3 separate regions of the Zea mays genome follow, and all the other regions are linked to region 3. A link is a contact called in public Hi-C data. All regions are on one chromosome and are shown on one strand. Each heading gives the region's core, a stretch centred on a gene start, on an enhancer-like site or on the middle of the called end of the contact. The rest is flanking DNA. Distances are from core to core; before and after follow the strand shown.

What was found. A called contact is a pair of places that touch in the nucleus more often than the background predicts.
Region 1: a Hi-C map of leaf shows a contact between it and region 3, with 4 times the contacts expected there. The contact joins the promoter of LOC100194191 here to the enhancer-like site in region 3. A contact is called at or near these places in 2 of 25 Hi-C or Micro-C datasets (ear and leaf).
Region 2: a contact with region 3 is called in a Hi-C map of leaf, with 5 times the contacts expected there. The contact joins the promoter of LOC100193972 here to the enhancer-like site in region 3. A contact is called at or near these places in 3 of 25 Hi-C or Micro-C datasets (ear, endosperm and leaf).

The regions. Positions count from the first base shown.
Region 1 is chr7:84,252,777-84,257,397 of Zm-B73-REFERENCE-NAM-5.0, forward strand. It overlaps LOC100194191 (GDSL esterase/lipase), which reads left to right and starts at 2,058. Exons shown (of 4, transcript NM_001139236.1): 1 at 2,058-2,421; 2 at 2,499-2,632; 3 at 2,725-2,988; 4 at 3,086-3,825. The coding sequence starts at 2,169. The coding sequence ends at 3,571. It overlaps LOC103632524 (a long non-coding RNA gene), which reads right to left and starts at 947. Exons shown (of 5, transcript XR_555993.3): 1 at 590-947.
Region 2 is chr7:84,300,209-84,304,783 of Zm-B73-REFERENCE-NAM-5.0, forward strand. LOC100193972 (peptidyl-prolyl cis-trans isomerase FKBP43-like) reads left to right here and starts at 2,419. Exons shown (of 11, transcript NM_001139040.2): 1 at 2,419-2,558; 2 at 2,718-2,789; 3 at 2,870-2,943; 4 at 3,625-3,860; 5 at 3,941-4,119. The coding sequence starts at 2,777. It also overlaps the pseudogene LOC103633970.
Region 3 is chr7:83,865,901-83,870,619 of Zm-B73-REFERENCE-NAM-5.0, forward strand. No RefSeq gene overlaps it. Among protein-coding and RNA genes, the nearest start is that of LOC103632521, 58 kb to the left of the region's middle. Within about 2 kb of position 1,966, at least 13 of the 20 cell types and tissues checked have an H3K27ac peak or open chromatin away from gene starts, as enhancers often do. A contact at or near this core is called in ear and leaf, where this site is marked.

The DNA.
Region 1 (4,621 bases), core at 808-3,307, 390 kb after region 3:
GTTCTCTAGCTGCACGCCAAGTATGGTGCAGTGGAGAACAGTGAGGTTATGCCACCGAAATTTTCTTCAGGTCCTACTGACTTGTCATAAATCAGCGTCATGTCGGTCACTCCGAGGCTATCCATAATAGGGACAATTTCATATGGATACGTCTCACATATGTCAAGCACGTGAGACGAACCTATCTGAAACGAGTGACACATAAGTTTCGCTATAAAAACAATACTATAACACATGCTAATAAGGAAATGACTAAAATAATAATATAACACACTTATCAACCTAAATAATAAAGCATGTTACTATGAAATTAAATTAAAACATCTCTAAACTCTAAAACCAAATTAAATGTGCTGTTAATGGAATCAAACTAAAGAATAACTCATGTTAATATGAAATTTAAGTTAAACGTTATATTAGTTAATAGAATCAAACAATATTTGAACGGTCTAATCAAATAACAACTAACTAACCATACATAATAAAAAATGTCTAATCAAACAATAAATACAGTATTAATCATTAATTTCGGCGTCTAATTAAAATCGGCCACCAAAAATAAATAATAAAATGCAAACAAAATATTAACCTCTTGCAGCCGGTGTCACGATGGTGATGGTGAACAGACGGAGTCACAGTCGAGGACGAGGGCTGCGTGGTGAGGCAAGTGTGGCTTGCACTGGAGGCGGCGCTGCGGCACAGCGAGGAGGGCCCAGCAAGGCACTAGCGGTCAGGGCGGGGCCAGTGCGGCGAGCCAGCGTGGATTCTCGACGAGGAGAGTGCGGCGTGGCGGTGGCGCACGACCATGGGCTTCCGGCGAGGAGGGCGCGGACGGGGCCGGCTGGAGGCGGCGCTATGCGGCGGTGGCGACCGCGGGTGGGGGCAACACGGCGTGATATGGCAGGTGTCGAGAAAGGCCACAGTGCGTGGCGCACAGAGACGACATGGGGAAAGTGCACGTGGGAAGAGAGAGAAAGAGGAGGTCACGGGGCCTATAAAAACGTTAACCTTCGGTGGCCATTGAGGTGGCTACTGAAAATACGTTAACTTTCTGCGATTAGAGCATCTCCAATAGTTATGTAAATTTAGCACCCTAAATTATAGATTTAAGAAGTTCCTAAAATACTTTAAGAAGTAGAAAAATGTATGTGCTTCAACAGTTCCCTATTTATTGGTTGCTAATTTTAAAAGTTGTCTATGTCAATATAAAATAAGCGAGCATGCTTTCTATTTTTAACTGAGTCGGCGGTAGAAATCAATATCAACAATCTTCTCTGATGTCTTGAGAGGTCGAAGTTACCGATGGAAGATCAGACCGTCACGGTGATGGCGTGAAGACATCACAGGATGTGCTCTGACGACGCCTCGACGTAAGAGGTTGTGTAGCAGTGACGACATCAAGACATCTGGGCGCTCCCGATGGATTTGTGGTCAACAGGACAGTGGGACAACGCAAAACAATGGTAAAAGTGTGATTTTCACGATGGATTTATTACCAACGTTGATTTAGGGAGTCCCAACAAGGTTGGTAAATGTAGGGATGAAATTGAGTTTTGTAGGGAGTTTGTAAATTTAGGGAACTGATTTACATAACTGTTGGAGAAGAGTTTTTCTTGAAAACTTGTTAAATTCATATTTAAGGATTTGTTTACATAACTATTGGAGATGCTCTTATGTACCATGCCGTCGTTTTTACATTAAATTTCGACGATTTTTGTTAGCCGACGAAAATTAAAATTTATTTTCGATGACTGAAATTTGGTCGGCGAAAATAATGCCAACCGGCGAAAATGGTTGTTCCTCTTGTTGTGGCATATAAATCTATCAAATCAGAATATTGCAGCAACGTCGAAAGCTGCCGCCCCAGCCGGCCTTATTATTGCACATGCACACACGACACGATGACGAGGACCTGCTCATTTTTGTTTTCCCCTTCTAGCAGTCAACGACTATTTATGCGTGCCCGGCAGAGAATCAGTAGGGAGATACGATCAGTCAACTCGCACGGCCTCGACTATAAGGAGGAGCACGTAGCTGATCCCTTTTCACCCACCAAACTCCACACAACTCACAGCTTTTTCAGTGTGGGCTAGTAGTAGGTAGCTGTATTAGAAGTTTAGAACCAGTGACCCACCGTGGTGGTGGTGGTGGGCTACAGCCACTCAGCCATGTCGTTGCTGCCGTGCCTGCTCGTGCTATCGTCCCTGCAAGCGCCGGCCATCGTCGCTGCTTCTGCAGCTGCAGGTGGCCGACCGCCGGCGATGTTTGTGTTCGGGGACTCCACGCTGGATGTGGGCAACAACAACTACTTGGCGGGGCCGGGCGTGCCCCAGGCCAACAAGCCCTACTACGGTATCGACTTCCCGGGCTCCGTTCCCACTGGACGATTCAGCAATGGCTACAACATCGCTGACTACCTCGGTAACAAAACAATACATTTCCTGCATGTTTTTATTTTTTTGTATACGCGCTACATACATGCTTGCATGGATGTGCAGCAAAGAGCATGGGGTTCGCGTCTAGTCCTCCGCCATACCTGTCGTTGGCACCTAGCACCGGCCGTCTGGTCCTCACAGCTCGTGGCAGCGGTGTCAGCTATGCTTCCGGAGGAGCTGGGATCCTCGACTCCACTGTAATACAGTAGTGTTATTTCATTCATGCATCGTGTGTGTGTGTTTATCAGATATAGCGAGATCAAAAATGTAATTACGACCTGAAATGCAGAACGCGGGCAACAACATCCCATTGTCGAAGCAGGTGCAGTACTTCAAGTCCACCAAGGCACAGTTGGTCACGAAGCTGGGCTCCCGTGCGACCCACCTCCTGCTCTCCAGGTCCGTCTTCCTCTTCAGCGTCGGCAGCAACGACCTATTCGTCTTCGCCACCGCGCAGGCGTCTGCGCACAACAACAAGTCAGCTGCCGACCAGCAGCGTGACGTCGCCACGCTCTACGCAAGCCTCATCTCCAACTACTCAGCAACCATCACTGTAAGTATGCACTCCTATGTATTCCGTACGCATGTGGCGGATCGGAGCAATCAAGAAGATCGATATATACATTACATCCATCATTCATGCACTGCAGGAGCTGCACACCATGGGCGCGAGGAAGTTCGCCATCATCAACGTGGGGCTGCTCGGCTGCGTCCCCGTGGCGCGGCTGTCCGGCGGGACGAAGACGGGCGCGTGCTTGGACGGCCTGAACGAGCTCGCGTCGGGCCTGGACGACGCCCTCGCGGTCCTGCTCGCCAGCCTCGCCTCCCGCCTGCCGGGCTTCACCTACTCGCTCGCCGACTACTACGGCCTGTCGATGGCCACCTTCGACGACCCGGGGGCGTCGGGGTACACGGACGTCGCCGACGCGTGCTGCGGGGGCGGGAGGTTCGGCGCCGAGGCGGACTGCCTGCCCAACGCCACGGTGTGCAGCAACCGCGACCAGCACGCGTTCTGGGACAGGGTGCACCCTTGCCAGCGCGGGGCGATGCTCACCGCGCAAAACTTCTACGACAGCCGCCCGGGCCGATACACAGCGCCCATCAACTTCAAGCAGCTGGCTTCCACCAGTTTATGAATTATGATGATCTTCATATGGATAGAACAAAGGAAAACCACCGTACGTCGAGTATATACACAGGGCCTATCCTTAATTATTATCCCTTAATTAATTTATTTTCCAACCTTCAAGTTTATACGTATAGTATATTTAATGTCTATGGAACACTATGTAACAATAATATGAAAGTTTTTTTGACCTGAAATTGTAAGAGAAACCCTCAAGCTCAAAGCATGCGGTGGATTTAATTTTCACAGACGGATTCAGTCGCCAGTGTTATTTGTAATAGCGGTTACTTAATAAAACCGACACTAGAAATCATATTTCTACATACGGTTCGTTAAGAAGACCGTCTATTGAAATTCATGAATTCTAGTGGCGATTTTTTATGAAACCGTCACTAGAAATCGAATTCTAGTGACGGTTTTCATAAGAAACCGTAGCCACAAACAACCTCGAATGATAAAACTAACAATATAAAAGTTGTAAATCTTGAAAAGTTATAAAACTTTGTAGTTGACAACCTTTTCATTTGAAATCACCTCGGCTCTCAAAAATTGCATTCGAATTTGTGAAATTCAAAATGCAAATTTTGCAAACAACCTCGGATAGAAAAAGTATCAAAATAAAAGTTATAGAACTTCAAAAGTTTTAAAACTTTGTAGTTGAGAACTTTTTCGTTTGAATTCGTTTACAACCTCAAATAGTCAATTTATAGTTGGATTGTTCTAATATATGGGCAACAAAACTGCAATATAGACAGAAATCACGTCATAGGTGGAGGGTGAGGTTGTGGGTTTGATTCCCACCTACCACGTCACAAAAGATGATGTGACTTCCTCCATAGTTGATGCATAAACGAAAGTATATTTTGTTAACCATCCTTATTTCTGGACCTACACAATCTGGAGTTGACATGGATGTATTTTTGAAGCCCTTAATGGAGGATATGAAAATATCGTGGGAAACTGGTGTTCAAATATTGAATGAGTAACGTAAAGATTCATTCACGTTGAAAGCAAATCTTTTGTTACGATCAACGATTACCCTACCTTCTTCACATTATCA
Region 2 (4,575 bases), core at 1,169-3,668, 430 kb after region 3:
AAGGAGAGGCTAGGCCCTGGGGTTCTGCTGGCAGACATGCATGTCGTCGTCGGCAACAGGGATCGGAGTGGAGGCTACTAATTACTCCAGAGTACAGTCCACGTAACACTGTAGCAGCAAAGGTCATTCCAAAGCTGGTTATTTGCTCTTTTATTAGTTCTCGTGCTTTGCGGATTGTACTGGTAATAAAAACCTAACCAATCGCATCCTCGAGGCGGTGCTACATGGTTGGTATGTATGATGTGCTGGTATTTCATCCCATTTTTATTGAATAACTGTTTTTATTTACCAGTAGAAAATAAATTATTGCTTATATATGGCTCTCACGTCTGAACTCATTCGGTAGGTCATCAAAGGATTGAAGCCAACAGAGCGTTGTATGCTCCTAAAGTTTGTGGCGAGGTTTTGGTCTTAGTAGTATTTGCTTTCAGTTTATAGATGATCTATGTACCACACTTAAAAGCTGGCGTGGTAGTCGTTTGTTGTTAGCTAATTCCACTACCACACATGAAATTTCTAAGGTTTTAAAATCAACTCAGATTTAGGCAATAAAGAAAAGATTATCGGGTTGGTTTTGTATAGTTGAGCATCACGATATATTTTGTTCGGCTGGTCTTAAAAGGTGCAGAAGATGCAGTCAGGTTGGTTGCTGCTTTACTTGTTCCTTGTAGTTGCTGCTGTAGCACATCCTGTGAATAAATGATTGTCTATTTTATTAGAGTAGTACTTCTTTTTTACGGGTGTATTGCAAAATTTAAGGTATAAAAACCTTTTTATAAAAATGGCAATACCAATTTCAAATATATCTATTTGCACAAATGTACATCCAGCACATCCTTCACAAGTAGCATGTATGTATGGATCTTCTTTGCTTTTCTAATTTGTTACCACCTGATTTTAAGTGTAGGACTGCACTATCCCAATTAAACAAGGTTTATTTATGTGATATATAGGATCCGTAACAACGTACGAGCACCTAAATATTATTTATAAAAATCATATCTCTACTCCTATTAAGAGGCAAAGGAGGGCGTGCACAGGGGCCAAGGCCACGCCCTTCCCCCGGTGCCCCCTCGCCCTTGTTCTCCCAATTGTCGTCCCCGCCCGCTCGTTGCCCCAAAAACCTCGCTGTCGCCCCCCACGAACTCCGTGCCGATAGTTCCGCCCATTCGGGTCGCTCGTCGTTCCATTCCGTCCCCGCCCCCATTCTTCTTGTATACGGCTGATTGCGACCCTCGCCCTCGCCTCCCCACACCACCAAAACTGACCCCCTCCCCCCGCAGCCCGTGCTGCCTCGGGGACGCCGTCGGCGGCGATGCGGCAGGAGCATGCTTGCCCGCTCCACAGGTTCCTCTCGGTGTGTGGCGGGTCTGGCCCACCTCATTGGCTCCTGGTGCCGCGGTCTCCTCTGGGGACGACTCTAAGGGCTGCGACGACCTACTCTGGTGGCACGACCTCATGCGCTGCCATGTCGGCAACGTCTCCGTCACCGTAGCCTAGGCCACCTGGTGTTCGAGGACCTTTTCTCGTAACAGTATAAAACACATTCGTATATAAGCTGCTGTGATATTATATGTTCCCGTTGCAACGCACAGACACTCACCTAGTTAATACATAAAAAATAAAATAAGTAGAGGAGGAGCCCAACCAGCCTAGCACGTACAGGTTCAGAATAGAAAACAAATAAACAATCCAACATCATATTGAGGGAGCTCGTTCATGTCTCCATGAACAAATAAAAATGCTAATATGCTACGGAATTGATAGGCGCTAGATTAGAATAGAATGCTGTGTGCGGTCTGCAGTTTACTACAAAATCAAAACGTACCTCAAAAGGGAAAACAATGGATTGGTCCGTTGATTGCTGATTGGGCTGTCGTCGGCGGATGAATCATGTCAAGTACAAGTCAAACTGTGGCAGAAATCAGGATCAAGGAATGGAGGCACACGCCCGACGTCTCAGGCAGGAGCAGCGACGGCGTACGGATCGCGACTGCCTACGGGATGAAGTCTCTAGGGTTTTTCCTAGATGGGCATTATATAATTTAATTGATAGATATGCCTCATACGTTAACCAAATAACGCAGCACAAGCAGGCTATCGTGGCGCAAATATATTGTATTATATCGGCCAGCCAAAGATTGCGGTAGCAACTTATAAACCTTCCTGCTACAGAGGAAGCCGTCAGCTCATGTAATCAGCTCTTGGTATTGTCAACTTGTGTCGAATTTTTGCGCGCGCGGATGGGACGGGGTGAAAAGGGCACGACTAGCAGGTTAGTATGGCGATGGACGATCAAGATTGAACAACCGCGATGAACGATCCAGATTGAACGAAGACAGAACAGCAGACTACCCTTACCGGCTTAATAAGTATTAGAGATTATTTGACTATTTGCCCTCGGCCATCATCAATAAACCCCTTTTCTCCTATCCCTGCACTCCCCCCCCCCCCCCCCCCCTGCTGCCCCGCGCCGAAGCAGGTGTGGCGGCGCTGCGAGCCTGCAACCATCTCCGCAGACTCCGCTGCGACTCATCTGGGCTACGACCCACGTCAAGGTACATCTATTCCCGCCGGCCGTCGTCGCCTACCTAACCCTTGTCCCTCGCCGCCGACTCCCAAACCTCACACTCGACCAGCGCGCCGCCTCCCGGGTGATTGCTTGATACTATTGTTCTTGTACAGCTTAACATGTCCTTTTCGTGGATTGGCTGCAGGCTGCTAGTTGCGTTCGTTGGAGTTGCGGCTTCCGCGAATCCCCCAATCCATCCCAGTCATGGCGTTCTGGGGTGAGCGTCCTTGCCATGTTTAGTTTGTTTCATCTGTTATCTGCTTGGCACGCGATGAATTGTCCGATTGATGGATGCAGGGGTGGAAGTGAAGCCCGGGAAGCCCTACACCCACATCCATCACGCTGACCATGGCCGCCTCCGCATTTGCCAGGTTGGGCTTTTTTTCCTTCAAACTTGTCATTTGTCCAATCAGTGACAGAGCTTGCATGTAAATCCAGCAGGAGTTCAACAATGAACTACGATTGATAGATTGAGTATTTACAAAGGTTAGCTAGTTGATGATGTGTACATCTAGTGGAGTTTGCCTCACTGAAGCACTGCCCCTATGTCCAACTAACGTGTGACTTTTGCCCTTTGTAGTTTCCTACTCCTATGCTTTGGTTTTGTTGGCATGGGTATATGTTCTGTTTGATTTCTATCTATCATGTTTCATAACAGAGAAGGTCTTGAAATCAGGATGGTATATTCTATGAGTGTAATTGCTTTTGATTGTCTTCTGATGCAGAAATGTTTTCCAGTCAGCCTATTTGGTTACATGACCTTGCTACATTAAAATCAATAAAAAAAATATGGTTATACTGCATTAAACGAAGCTTGTTTGAACTAAACATTAAGATCGATATAAAATTTAGATTTACACTGCACTAAATGGAGCTGAATGCCTTGTTAGTTCCTTTTCATTTGGTTACTATATGATACTTCAGTTAACTATTCCTATCTTGCCGCTGGAATTGAATGAATGTACTTGGGAGGGATCAAAACTTCAATTCTAAGCACCACCCTTTTTAACAGTATCGAATGTGTCTGTAACTAAATCTTTTAATTTTTATAGGCTACACTGGGCAACTGTGATGCTGCTGCAAGGACGGTGCTGCAATGCAATGTTGGCAACAAGATTCCCATCAAACTTTGTAGTCTAAATCCGAAATTGGCCGAGACATGCCATCTAGAGGTTGAGTTTGAGGAGGTTGATGATGTTATCTTCTCAGTAATTGGTCATAGTTCGATACATCTCTCTGGATACTATGTCTGTGCAAGCAACAGGTCTAATGTGGGGGATGATGAATCGTATCCATTTCAATAGTGTAATGTCTTTGTTTCAATTATGTAACTTTCAGACTGTGAAGTCATCCTTAACATGTAACTAGAGAATCTTATGGGGAAGATATTGGGCACTCCAGCACCGATGAGGAGCATGATACCAGTGAGGACAGCTATGAATCTGACTTCATTGATGATCGTGAAGTTCCATTATCTGAGAAGTATGGGTCTGGTTCTATAGATGACAGTGATGATGAGTGCACCCAACGATGCCACAGACAAAAAGGTAAAAGGTTGATCCATGTAACTGGTTTTACTATTTGATATTTGTCTGGACCTGATCCTACATATCTTGAACCATATGTACCTGCATTGAACCAGAATATTGTACTGTTGGACAATCACTTAGATAGCTTCTGACTTTGATGTGAATTTAACATTGCCTTTGTTGTTATATTCTTACTATTACCATTATACTTAATTTCTTTCTTTATGTGTGCTTATCTGTCTAAGCAGTTTTCTTAAAGGGGTGATACTAGAGTGTCCTATGGTGGTACACATGCACCAGGGAGAAGGGAAAAAATCAATATCAACTAGCTCATTTTAACCATACAATGTTTTAGATATTTACTATCCATGCACAAGAATAGCTTATGCCTAGTTTCGCCCCTGCTTGCATGTTTATTTACATATAGCCATTGTACATTTCCATACGTTTAATACAGATACCTGCCTACAGTTC
Region 3 (4,719 bases), core at 716-3,215:
TTGAGTGTCCCTCGACCAATGATTGCATTATATGGGTATTCCATGTCGACAATGTCAAAAACAACTTGCTTAGTTCTTGTGTTGTGGACATAGCCGAAGGTAACTGGCATTGTGATTTTGCCAAGTGCTACAATCTGCCGTCCTCCGAAGCCGCAAAGAGGGTGTGTAGAATCATGAATCTTGTCCTCTGGTTCTTGCATCTGCTTGAAGGCCTTTGCAAATATAATGTCCACCGCACTTCCTGTATCAACCAGAACATTGTGGACTAGAAATCCCTTGATGACATAAGATATGACCATAGCATCATTGTGAGGATAGTCTTTTAGCTGAAGATCCTCCTGGGAGAAGGTGATTGGGATGTGAGACCACTTGGACCTGACGAAGGGTCCTTGCACCCCAACATGTTGCACTCTTCTCTATGCTTCCTTCTTCTGCTTCTTATTGGCTGGCTCTGCACTTGAATCACCCGTGATTGGGAGCACCAGCTTCGTAGCCAAAGGTGCTACAACTTGGTTGCTGAACGAAGCCATCAGCTCAATTGTGGAAGTGAGTTCACCGGAGGTGGGCGCCAATGTTGGGGACTTGTTCTCAAATGCTATAAGTTAAGAATAAGGCAACATAAAACATTAGTAGTTAAAGTCCTTCGTCCTCCAAAGCATTATCTCCCTTAGGATATAATGATCTTCAGACGAAGGTTATGAAAGACATACCTTCATCATCACAATGAATATTAATGGAAGTAGAAGCATATGAAACATGAGAAATAACATGAATAATCATATGACATCATTAATATGTCTTTATTATATCATGAATATGAACAACATTGAATTACATTTGTACCTTCGGCTTGACAGAAGGCAAAAATCCAAGTGAGACGCGCGAGTGAATATAAGTCAGCGTGAACAGTACGGGGTTACTGTTCATCTATTTATAGGCACGGGACGCAGCCAGGTCGAAATTACATTCATGCCCTTGATAAATAATTATAAATATGACACAAACTATAATGGAGTAATCAGTCTTTTCCTGTTTAAGTCGGTGCAGACCTTCGTCTCAAGGCATGTCACTATGCCGAAGCTCCCTTGATCGTAGCTTCGGCCTGCACCTTCGTGCTGTGTTTGCTTATGTGCCGACCTGCCGAAGGTGTTTTTGCTTAGAGGATCTTCGGCGAAGAAGCAGGCCTCCAACAGTATGATTGTCGCAAGTTTAGTCATAGAAAAATATGCTACAATATAATGTGCTACATAACTTGGAGTCGCCTATGGTGCTGTAACGTGATTTGACTCATTTTATTTGCCCAACTCCTATCTCACCTAGACTCTAATACCCTTTTAACCTTATGCACAAGAAACGGAGAAATCTACGACGATCACATTATATCCAACGGTTTAACTTGGCGACCGTATGTAAACCTTGGAATCTAGCTCCTAAAACCCTAGTCAGTTGAGAAATAATAAAGGAGCCATTATAATTATCTATCTTATTAAAAGAGGCATATTTCCTTTAAATAATTTTTAGGAGACTGTATAAAAAGACCCTTATATGAGTAGTGTATTTATAAATACTTCCTTGAAGTGTCTAAATTAACATAAGTTATATATTAGAAATTACTTTCATAAAAATTACAATTTGGAGTATATAAGTGACATATTCAAAAGCATTTTCATAAATAAAATAATAAATAGATTAATAAAAGTATATTCATGCATTCATATTGAAGTTTTGACTGTGCATTTATTTGGAATTAGGAAACTGGAAACCCAGATTTAAAACTCAATTTAAACCAAATTCGAACTTGGATTTAAATTGAAATAGAAAACAGGAAATTGAAAGGAAATTGGAACTTAAAAACAGAAAAGAAAAAAGAGAGAAGGAACGTGGTCATGGGCCGAATTCAACTTAGCCAACCCAGATCGCCCTCCCGCGCAGCCCACTGCTCCTCTCCCTTTTCCTTTTTTTCTCTTCCCCAATGCCACTGCCGCGTGGGCCTCCCTCGTCAGCTCCATTGTCCTGCTTATCCACCGTAACAAACCATAGCTGCGCGTCGGGATCGGATTTCAGGTAAACCACCGAAGATCCTCGCCATGCGGATGCCTCTAAGCGGCTCCACCTTGGTACGGATATAAGTACCGAGCTCGCCTCCCCCTCTTTGTCCAACCCATTAACCAGCAACGAGAGCCCTGCCGCCAAGCAAGAAGAAGGCAGAGAGGGAAGTAGCTTGCGTCGACCCGCGCCTTGGTTGTCGCCGAGCCTCTGTGAAGCAGCCGTGGTGACTCGCCCAATCATGGCGGATGTGCACATGGCTTAGTCTAGTCTAGTCTAGAGTATCATCTTGGGCGGATGGATTGCTCGCTGAAGCAAATGGACTGCTACAAGACCGCCTCGTGCCACGATCAGGGCCGCTGCGGGGGAAATTGGTTGTGTGGCGTTTGCGTGCCGTGGATGGCATTGGGAGTCAAGGGCTAGCACTTGATCGTCTGGAAGGCATCCGTAGCATCACTTAGCCGGAGGGGGCCTCGGCATCACTAGAATCTCTCGCTGGAATACCAACATCATCGTGGAGCAGTCTGGCCGCGGCGATGCCACCTCCCATCGTCGGTGTGTGCTTCTGCACACAATTCAAGGTAAGATCGACTACCTCGTAATGCCCTTTGTCACCGCATTCTCTTTTCGCTTAGCTGAGGGTCGTGCTGATGGCCGGGGTGCCGTATCAGTAGGGATGAAAACGGTCGGAAACGGTCGGTAAACACTAAAATCATTACCGTTTTCATATTTTTTATCGGAAACAAAATCGAAAACGGTAACTCCGGAAACGGAAACGATATCGGTATTTCGGAAACATCGGAAATGAAAGTTTGGTGCGGAAAATACACCGGTAACGGTCGGAATCTAAAGTACAATCGGTAAATATATCAAACTTCATAATACAACAAAGTTGACAAAAGATCACAAAGACCACAAGTTCACAATTCATGATATAACAAGTTCACAATATAAAAAGTTCACAAGGATCACAAATTTATAATATAAAAAGTGTACAAAGACCACAAGTTCACAATATAACAAGTTCGCAGTATAACAAGTTCATAAAGATCACAAGTTCATAGACTCAAAATTCACAATTCACATTATCCACTCGATCTAGCTGACATGACATGCTTACTTATGAAATATTTTTTTCCTAAAGAGTTTTTCACAACCTCACAGGAAAACCCTAAAACCTAGTTTGTGGAAAAGACCAAATCGTTAATCTCAACTGCCTTCCAACACCATCTATCCAAAAAAAATCTAAAGGTGTCCAAAAAATACAAAAATAAGTAATCCTTATCTAGAGACGTACAGGCGATGCGAAAAATCACATGCTGGAAAATTCCGAAAAATTCCGAGACACAATTCCGAAAAATTCCGAGACACAATTCCGGAAAATTCCGAGACACAAATCCGGTAATTTCCGACAAAAACCGGTAACCGAAGGAAACGGTCGGTAAAACACCACGCCGATTCCGATACCGATAGAAAATTCCGAAAACCGATTCCGTTTTCGAAAAATACCGTTACCGATGAATCCGACCGAAAAATTTCGAAATCGGTTTCCGGAATACCGAAAAATTCCGAAACCGTTTTCATCCCTACGTATCAGCGTATTCCGCGGCTGCGCCATGGCTGCGCTCTGTGTGCCGTTGGGCTTGGGACCAGAGAAGGAGCGCTGGCCAGGTACCGTTGATGCTGCGTTTAAACAGTGGAGATTTGATCGTCAACTGGGGCTGATGGTAGCCGTTGATCTGTCCACTGGTGGCCTAGATTAAATGGAGGGTTAACGCCTCGGCTAAACCATGTTGGACTCTTGATCCTCGACCAACGGTTGAGTCTCGCGCGTCAATATTATAAATCAGGGATCCGTTCTAATCCTGACCGTACGCGAGTGATCCTACGGTCATGACCCAACAATATCCCTTCGATCGCCAATTTGCAAAAGAAACCCCACCTTCCTTTAGAATAAACCCACCGTCCAGCTTGATGAACACCTGAGTCTTAGAAATTTTTATGAAATAGACCCTGTGCTTCTCTGTTTTTGGCGCCCAGTCCAAAACTCACAGAAATAAGTTAATTAAATTTAGAAAATGATTTTAATACAAAAATAAATCCAGAAACTTGTATAATTCATATTTAATTCATTTTAGCTTTAAATTGATTCATTCCAGTTGCAATAATTTTGTTTCAATATTGTTCATCATCTAGTACCTTTGTTTAGCCATGAAACTTGAATTAAAATTATTCCCTTGAATTACTCTATTTTAGGTACTAAATAACTTCAAAAAATCATAACTAATCCATTTTCACTCTGTTTCAATCCGCTCAAGTTGTGTTAGCTTCGTATAAATATTTACTACGCAGTAGCAACATTGATTGTATGATATACCATACTTTTATAATTAGGTAACTAATTTGATTAATCTATATTTTCTCGATTAGCTTTTCTAATACTAATACAGTATCATGATCTTATAGTTATCTTTGGCCTAAAAGATGATCAAGTAATGACTTAGATTAAAGTTGAGTTAGTTATTTATAAGATATTCTCTCATATGATGTATATTAATCAATTTATAATATAGTTTAATAGTTAACTCACATAGATCTCCCATAAATCATAACTCCTTAACCCTGACTCTGACCTTATTAGTTCTCGAGCCCACAATCTCGTTACGACACATA